2 separate regions of the Sus scrofa genome follow, and region 2 is linked to region 1. Evidence: chromatin contacts called from public Hi-C data. All regions are on one chromosome and are shown on one strand. Each heading gives the region's core, a stretch centred on a gene start, on an enhancer-like site or on the middle of the called end of the contact. The rest is flanking DNA. Distances are from core to core; before and after follow the strand shown. Region 1 overlaps SMPD3 (sphingomyelin phosphodiesterase 3). Region 2 has its middle 58 kb from the start of SMPD3.

Region 1 (4,407 bases), core at 508-3,007:
ACCAGAGAAGAGGTCTGGGCTGGAACAGGATTTGGGAATTATTATGAATGACTAAATTCTGTCAGTTGGCTTCTTTTTTTTTTTTTTTTTTTCAGTTGACCATTCTAATTCCAGTATCTTTTATGTCAGCTTTTATCTTTTATATTTTATGAAAAATCAGACACTCTCCTTTGCTTTTAAAAAGTGTAATTGTGAACAAATCCTCCCCAATTTTTTTTTTTTTTTTTTTTTTTTTGGTCTTTTGTCTTTTTAGGTCTGCACCCATGGTATATGGAGGTTCCAAGCTAGGGGTCAAATCTGAGCTACAGCTGTCAGCCTACATCAAAGCCACAGCAACACCAGATCCAAGCCTCCTTTGTGACCTGCACCATAGCTCGTAGCAATGACGGATCCTTAACCCCTGAGCAAGGCCAGGGATTTAACCCGTGTCCAGGGATTGAACTAGTCAGGTTCATTAACCACTGAGCCACGGCGGGAACTCCTCCCCAGTTTTTAAATGTCTTTGCTTTCTTCTGCTTACACAAAGCAAGTCTTGTTTAGGAGCAAACTGATGTCTGTTTAGAATTGCACATTTTTTCCTGGGGTTTATCTTCAGTCTCGTGATGTCAATTCTCTTGTCATTCTTGTCATTCCAATTTCAAAAGAACCTATCTTCCTTCACTTCATCTTGCCAGATAATTTATCATTCAAAAATTTAACTAGAAAATGTTTACTTCTTTCCCTGAGAGTCAAACTTGAAAGGCACAGTTTGTGTACTTTAGTTCTATGCCGAGTTGTTTTTCATCTCTGGAAACTTTTCTTGTGTTATTTTTTTCCTAGATGTTTTCTTCATCATATACCTCCCTCCAGTTTCAGGGCTGTGACACTGTTCCCCATTTTCCCAGTCAGTTATTTGAGCCTCTGTTTGTTTTCTGTGTCTCCATTTCTGGTTGGATGTTTTTATTTTATCCTCAGCATCACTGATTCATTTATTCTATTGTTTCAGTTATGCAAACTACTAGATTCAGATGTTTTTCAGTTCTTTTATAGTCATGGAATTACAGCTGTCTTTTGGTGGTGGTGGTTCTGAACTGGGCCTGCTAGTCATTTATTTCTTTCAAAGTAGTTATTACTCAGTTCACCTTACTTGTTCCTGAGGTTTTGCAGATTTCATCATCTAAAAAAACAAATTAATTGACTTTTTCAAGGGCCTACTGTGTGCTCACTAAGGTGGCAGCTTCCCTTCTAAGTTTTATGCAGGAGAATTCTGCAGTTAGGGCTGCTTTGAGGGAGGTTCTGATGAATTAAGATTTATTTCATCTTGATCTAGAAGAGATTCAAGGCGACTTAAACTGTGTTCTATGTGCACTGTAATAGACTTTTTTTAAAAGTAGTGAGAGAATTAGGGCTAAGGGAAAATGAAGGTAGAAAAAACACAAAGCAGCCAAGCAGAGATGGTAAGACTGGGTGAGTGAGGGGAGGGCCTCTTGGTTCTCATGGTGACTTCAAGTGGGCACAGAGGGGATGTGTTTTATGGCTGAAACCTGTCCTTTAAAATTTTTGTTGGTGGTGTTGAAACAACCCTTTAAGTTTTTGTTTGTTTGTTTAGACCCTTTAAGTTCTTACTTGAATGGTGGCAGCGCAGAACGCCCAAGGTGTAGCTTACTCTGCAGGCCCCCAGGGTGGGAATCACTTTTTAGTTTTGTTCCCAACAGGGTGGAATTGCAAAGAAACATAGGTGAGATACACGCTCACATGATGTGTGGGTGGCTGCATGTAAACACTGGAACAGTGGCCTCCTGCTCGGCTTCCAAAAGTCAGTATTGATTGAGCAACTAATTAACTGTGTTTTTCTTGTGCTCAGAATCCAGTAGATTTGGGGTGATTAGTGTCATCTGGGTGAGAGGAAGCCTTCTCGGGGGCTCTCTGTTCCCACAGAGTGGCCTCATTTCACACCTCCCAGGAAACAGTTTTCCGAGTGACAGATTGATTGGTGTATGGGTGGTTACCAAAAAAAATATATTCTATTTTATTAGCCGTTTGTCTTGCAAAATGAAATCATTAAAAAAAAAAAAACTTTATCAAAATGTCATCATCCTGGGTTTGAAGAATGTGCCCTCTGGCTTTGAGGGAAGGTCTGCAGATCCCACAGGTAAAAAGCTGCCTGCTTTTTTTTTTTAAAAAACACATCAAGATTCATGCACACTAATTATTTTTGCTTTTCTATTTGAGGGAGAAATAGAAAATATTCCACTTAATTTTTTAGATTAAAAACAAGGAATAGGGAGTTCCTGTCATGGCTCAGTGGTTAACGAATCTGACTAGGAACCATGAGGTTGACAGTTCGATCCCTGGCCTTGCTCAGTGGGTTAAGGATCCAGCGTTGCCATGAGCTGTGGTATAGGTCGCAGACACGCCTTGGATCCCCCGTTGCTGTGGCTCTGGCGTAGGCTAGCGGCTACAGCTCCGATTCGACCCCTAGCCTGGCAACCTCCATATGCCGTGGAAGCGGCCCCAGAAATGGCAAAAAGACAAAAAAAAAAAAAAGGAAATATATTAAAAAATTAAAAAGTATTTGGTTTCCTATTGGTGGCAGGTAAAGAGAGAAAGACAGAGAGGAGACTGAAAGCAGTGAAGGGAAGGCAGGGGCCAGAGACCTGTCCCAGGGACCAGCCCTGCCCTCCCTGCTCCAGCTCCCATGCTTTGCAAGCCTGGGCCCCTTTGATCATTTGGGAAGAGCTCTGTCCTTGGCCCCTTCCTCACCCTCAACCTGTCCTGTCTAGAGCTAGTCACTCCTAGCTCTTTGGCCCATTTCCAGTCCTTGTGTTACAGGCTTCAAGTCCCCTCGAGATTAAGCCCGAAAGCCTCTGGACAAGTCTTATTGCGATGCCCCCTCCCCCACCTTGAGCAGCCTGGTTTGCTCCCTCCCTGGGAGGAAAGGAATGTCGCCCATTCCTCAGCCCACCTCTATATAACCTGTTCCCCATGCAAATAGAGGTACCCTGCACAAGCCCAATCAGAAGGTCAAATATGCCCCATTCAGAGATCAGACAACACTCAACCCTTACCCAAGGCTTCGGGGGCTGGGGCAGGAGAAATTGGGTCCCTACTTGGGTTCGCAGCGCGGGGATATAAGAACAGTTATAAAGTGAGACAGGCCCTCTTTTACTTGCTGGGCGGGAGAGAGGAAACAATGCAATTCTGTCACTCTGGAACAAATTCTATCACTTGCTCCCTGCCTTCCCTGCCATCATCTCCCTTTAGGCCTCCTCATTTCTTGCCTGCAGGGTTGCCTGCAGGGACCAAGCCTGCATGTAGCCCCTTCCCTCATTCTCCATGTCCCAGCCCGTGATCCCCGCCACAAGCAGTGTGAGTTCATCCTGCCCTCGTCCAGCATTGCCAGACCTCTCTCTACGCACAGAACAAATCCACCAGTGTTGCCTGGCTTAGGGGCCCTTGGTGATGGGGCTCTGCCCTTCTCAGCCTCACTTCTGCCTTTTTCTTTCTCCCAGTGATTCATTCTCGTAGCCCCAGTCTCTAGCTTTTCTCTTTCCTGGAACATGCCATGCTCTTTCACGCCTCCGTGCCTTTGCACACACTGTCCCCTGTGCCTGGAACACCCTGGCACCCAGCCTCTGAGGCTCAGCTCTACAGCTGTCAAGCCCCTCCCTCCACATGCACACCCACTGGGGTTTGTATTGGCAGCCCAGAGCTCCCTGAGTGCCCAGCACAGAGCCTAGGCCCTGAGAGGAACTCAAGGAACCTTGGTTGAATTAATACAGTGGTTTCTAGCCAGGCCAACGTCAGTCACCAAAAGGTTCGGTTCCCTCTGTACGTACCAAGTGGCATGGCAGCAACTGTGGGAAAACGGCTCCCAACTGTTTGAACTAGTGCATCAATTAGGCTGCCTTGTATAAAGGGAGGTAGGCAAAAATGTAGCCTTAAAGTTTAAAAGACTTGTGTGAACTCGCATGTGTGTGGTGATAGCGCCTGCAGCATCAACATTTTGGGACACACAGTGTATGTCAGAAGTTGTGCTAAGGTTGTTGCATGCAAGGATTAATCTCTTGTTTAATTCTCTGAACAGCTTGGGGAGGTTGGGTATTATTGTTCCCACACTCAGAGAGGGAAACTGAGGCTCGAGGAGAGTAAGTGACTTGTCTGAGTCACACAGCTAGAGAGTGGCAGAACCACACTCTGGGGGGAAGACTTATCCATGGCCCTATCCTGGCTAGGGTTTTGACCCTTGAGGGCTCCCTAATGATCGGGAGGCACCCATAGGCTGGGGGGCGGGGAGGCTTGTAGCCACCCCTCTCCCCTCTTTGCTGCCACCTTCCTCTGTCCCAGAGGGACTTGAAGTGGATGTTGCCACTATTTGTCCTTAGCACCAGAGTGCCAGCTGGTGTCCAAGGACTGTTGTCGTGGACC
Region 2 (4,407 bases), core at 1,147-3,646, 110 kb after region 1:
GGAATCCCAAAGCCCCCTGCTAGTTGCTGACCAAAGCAGGGAGGAGAGGAAGTGGCAAGCAGCCTTGCTGAGCTGATAAAGCTTGGAGATGCTTCTTGCCTACCTCAATTGGGCCCTTGAGGGCTCACATCCCAGATCCTTGTGGAGGTCAAGCTTGAGTCATGGCAGCTGAATGGGGACTCTCACCTTTGCTAACACTTCGAGGGAAGGCAATTTCACAACTCCTCTGGACTGCTCTAGAACTGCACAGCCCCCACCTTCTTTGTTTTCTTGCAGTTGCACACGAGACCTGATCTTACTGGTTAATCCTTTTCTATCTTCAGAGCGAAAGGAAAGTTAGCTCAGACCTTCTCTTCATCCACTATGGAGTCCTGAGCCCCTTTAAAAGTCTGATGAGTGCCTCAGACTCCCCCCCCCCAAACAAAAATCTCCTCAATACATATGCTGACAAACCAAATTTTGCAAGATTCCTCATTTTTTAGGAGGGGTCCCTATTTTAATTTATGATTAAACTGGCAGGCTCTGAAGTTGAATTTCTTAGGTCCCAACTGTGCTTCTTTTATTCACTAGCTGTGAAACCTTTAGCAAGTCGTGTCACCTCTCTAAATCTTGGTTTTCTGATCTTTAAAATGGAAGCGGCAATAGTGGTTCCTTCATAAGGTTTTGAAAGGGTTCAATGTAGGATGACTAACTTGTCCAATTTGGGACTTTGCCGTTTTTGCACTAAAAGCCCCACTTTCAGGGAAATCCCTCAGTAGTGGACAAACCAGGACAGTTGGTTATCCTAGTAAATAATACAATGCCTAGAAAGCAGTATCCCAGTGCAGGGAGTTCACCCAGCTTTCATCACTGTCAGCGGATACCATTGGTCTTTCCCCTAATTAATCCATCTGATAGAAATGCTGACCTCAAGATCAAGAGTCTAGAGTTGGGTTTACCACTCTGTCCCCATCCTGCTCTAATGGCTTCCTGGGCAAGCCTCCAGTCTCCCTGGGCCTCAGTTGTTCACCCATCAAACAAGGGAGATGAACTTGAGAGTCACTGGGGATTCTTTCCACTAATGCCTATACGATTTATTTAGGGATAGCCTCCCAGTGTCTGGTAAGGCCGCCTTGAATGTGGAAGGCACTAGGTATGCACTTGCCTGCTTGACATATCAATGAGAAAAGCCCACATGTCTACTCAGGGAGAAGCCTGGATTGGAAATTTCATTGGCACCTCTTCCTAGCCAGGCCTCCTTTTTAGGGGCTGAGCAAAGGGGGGAAACATGGAGACCCTTTTCAGTGTGACCATCCTGAGAATTAAGCAGCCCAGCATTTCAGACCCAGCACCTAGAGCCGAACTTGAAACGTGGTAGGTGCCCACCACACATTTGTAGGGTGAATGAATACATTTCAGTCTGATGATTGAATCAGAATAGCTTGGGAGGGGCCAGTATGGTCTCCCACCAAAGGTCATGGATTCCCAACCCCAAGAGTGTCTCTCTTAGGTGACCCAGCAACTTCCAGACCTAAGGGCTCCAGGGGCTGTCACTGCATGAGTCAGCCCGGGGAAGGGCATCCAGGTAGTTTCAGTGAAAATGTCGGACACAATTCTCACTGCCTGAGAAGGCTGGTAATCAAATCCCTATTGCATCTCATAATTTACATGGTTCCATGTGGCTCTTATTCATTTTATTCCTCTTTTTTTTTCTTGGGAAATGGAAGCTGTCTTTGGGAGGCCACAGGATCCCTTCTTGCTGCACCAACACCTGACCTGGGGTGTCTACAGGCCCTTGACATCAAACACACATCCACTCTGGAATTAGGCGTAGAAATTAAGTCAGTTTTCAAAATTTTGAGCAATAGATTATTTTACTGAAGAAATAAATGTATTCCTCTTACTAAGAAGAGCTCTCAAAGAAACAGACGCATTGTGTCCAAAGTACCAATTTCTTCATGAGGAAAGTTGAGGAGATACACTTTCATTTATGCCTTAGCAACTAAGGTGAAAACAGGCAGGTATGGATTGATTTGTCACAAATCACGTGTTTGTAAGTGGAGAGTGTCCAGAACACCCAGCAGCTATGTGAGGGCTCCTGGGGCTCATCCTGGCTGCTGATAGGACTGAGATGAAGCAGAGGGGGCCTTGACAGGGCCCCTCCCACCTCTGGTGATGGAATTCCCACTGATTTTGTGCTGGCTTGTCAGGACCTGTATCCACCAGGCTGTACACCTACAGGACGGAGCTAGCTGTGCCTTGTCCACTTGCTCTGGGCCCTGCACTGCCCATTCCTGGATCTGGCCCAAGTAGATATTCCACAGATGCTTCCAGAATTTCATTGAATTGTCCCTGCAGCCTGGGGAGTAGAGTATTTACACAGTAGGCACACACCATTCTGTCGATAAAAGCTCTCCCTCCTCCTGTCCATCTCAGAAGGGAGGCCTGTGGGGAAGCGCTGGTGTCACTCTGGGCCCCAAGCCCCCAGCCAACCGGCTCCATTGATCCGAGGGCTGTCTCAGTCCATCGACTCACCCACAGCCCCAGAGCCAACTGTACTGAGCAGATGTGAAATTGGATTCCCTGCTTCTCCCTCCCTTTGATCCCTTCCTCCCACACATATCGGTGGTTGGCCAGCCAGTGTGTGTTCTGGGTGCTGGGAACACAAGACAGGCAAGGATCCTACTAGAAAAGCTCTTTATTGAGGTGCACTGAAAAAGAGGTTCATCTTTGCTCCTCAGAGAGATTAGGTGCGGGGACTTGATTACAAGTTACCCAGAGAAGAGGGCATTGGCCACTGTGGGCCTCTGGCATACATTCTCTCTTTTCTTGGTGCCCTCTTCCATCCATTTACTTGGATACCCATCATTCTCCCAGGCAGCGTCTCCCCTGCAGGGGTGGGCCCCGATTTAGTGAGGCCAGTTAGCACACGCCATCTACCAGGCCATAGATGGCCAAGGGGTAGATCTCACCCAAGCTGGGTCAACCAGACCAGGGGACTTTTGAAGATCCCCTGAGACAGGTTTTCTTGATCATCTGAAAAAAGACTTACTGACTCTTCCGGATGGTCAGAGCACAGACATGGGTTTGAAGCAACTTTGACCCATTTGCAGCCTGGCGTATGGCTGGGCTGGGGATGAAGTCCATGGCCAGAGTCTGGCAGGCCTGAGAGAATTCCAGGGTGGTGGAACCAGTGCCCTGCCCGAACCTCAGCTGGAGCCTCAGCTACCTCTGGACTCTGAGGTTACATTAGCCAACCCACTCTCTTTACTGTTCTCATTAGTTTGGGTTGGATTTTATGTAACCTCCAGCTGAGGACATGCTAGCTGATCTCACTAAAGAACTTCCGTTCAGGTTGCAAGGTCAACTGAGGCTTCCTATGTTCAGGGGAAGGAGGACCAGGCAGCTGGTTGCTGACCCATTCAGCAACAGCCTTGCACCCACCCCCAGCCAAGGAGAAGTGGGAAAGGGCCTTTAATGTGGACAGAGGAGCCCAGGGGAAGCAGGTCTGGTGAGGGGAGGGCTGGAGCCAAGGTCCCTGGCCCTTAGACTGGCTGGAGCTCCCTCAGTTTAACTCTACCTGACTGGTAAATGCAGAGTGCAAGTCCACTTAAAGAAATCAGAGCAGCTGCCACTTCAAAGCAGGAAAGATGTGTGTAGGTGGGTGGAGAGGAGGTGGGTAATTATGCAGGGAAAATAGTTTTCTTGATATTCTTCTGGAAATGTGCGTGGAGCAGAGGGAGCAGCAGGAGAGACGACAGGAGAGGGAAGATGTATTAATAGAGGGTGTGTTCTCCGAAGGGCCTCAGCGGTAGCGTGTACAGCGCCTCCCATGCTTATCTGATGACAGCCCCCTTTTTCAGACAGCATCTGAGACTCCATGGGACACCCCTGGATGTGGGACTTCAGCCATGGGTTGAGTAAAGTATTTGTTGGGAATGAGTAAGTATTTTGTGTGTGTGTGTGTGTGTGTGTGTGTGTGTGTGTGTGTGTGTGTGTGTCTGGCTCTTCCTCATTACCACTGGAGCTGGGCACCATTTGCATTCCACATCTGGACTTTTCATGCTCTGGAGAAGGAAAGAGGGGCTTAAACTTAGCAGGGGAGGGGCTGCAGTGTGCTCAGGAGAGCTCGACATGCCATTTCCTTGCCCCCTTAGGGACATGCCCACTGATTCCACGTCCCTAGAAAGCCTTGGGTGGCAGAGGGATGCCACCAAACTTTGAGAACTCTGAGTTTGTGAATGTTGGATGCCGATAATTATCCAGCTGTGAGTAAGCTGAACATTTCTCGGGGCTATTTCTGCATAATTATAAATATTTAAGGATTTTAAACTCCCAGGTTATGCGTTGAGGGTATTATTTGAGCAATGGTTGGCTGCAGAGCTGGAAACACAAACATCTTTTTATTCTTCCCTCCTGGAGCACTTA

Evidence for each region. A called contact is a pair of places that touch in the nucleus more often than the background predicts.
Region 2: a contact with region 1 is called in a Hi-C map of liver, with 4 times the contacts expected there. The contact joins two enhancer-like sites. A contact is called at or near these places in 1 of 5 promoter capture datasets (liver) and 3 of 47 Hi-C or Micro-C datasets (liver and skeletal muscle).

What each region holds. Positions count from the first base shown.
Region 1 is chr6:28,971,819-28,976,225 of Sscrofa11.1, forward strand. The region is part of intron 1 of SMPD3 (sphingomyelin phosphodiesterase 3); the gene reads right to left. Among named protein-coding and RNA genes, the nearest start is that of SMPD3, 51 kb to the right of the region's middle. Within about 2 kb of position 1,758, at least 2 of the 83 cell types and tissues checked have an H3K27ac peak or open chromatin away from gene starts, as enhancers often do. A contact at or near this core is called in liver, where this site is marked.
Region 2 is chr6:29,081,530-29,085,936 of Sscrofa11.1, forward strand. No RefSeq gene overlaps it. Among named protein-coding and RNA genes, the nearest start is that of SMPD3, 58 kb to the left of the region's middle. Within about 2 kb of position 2,397, at least 3 of the 83 cell types and tissues checked have an H3K27ac peak or open chromatin away from gene starts, as enhancers often do. A contact at or near this core is called in liver, where this site is marked.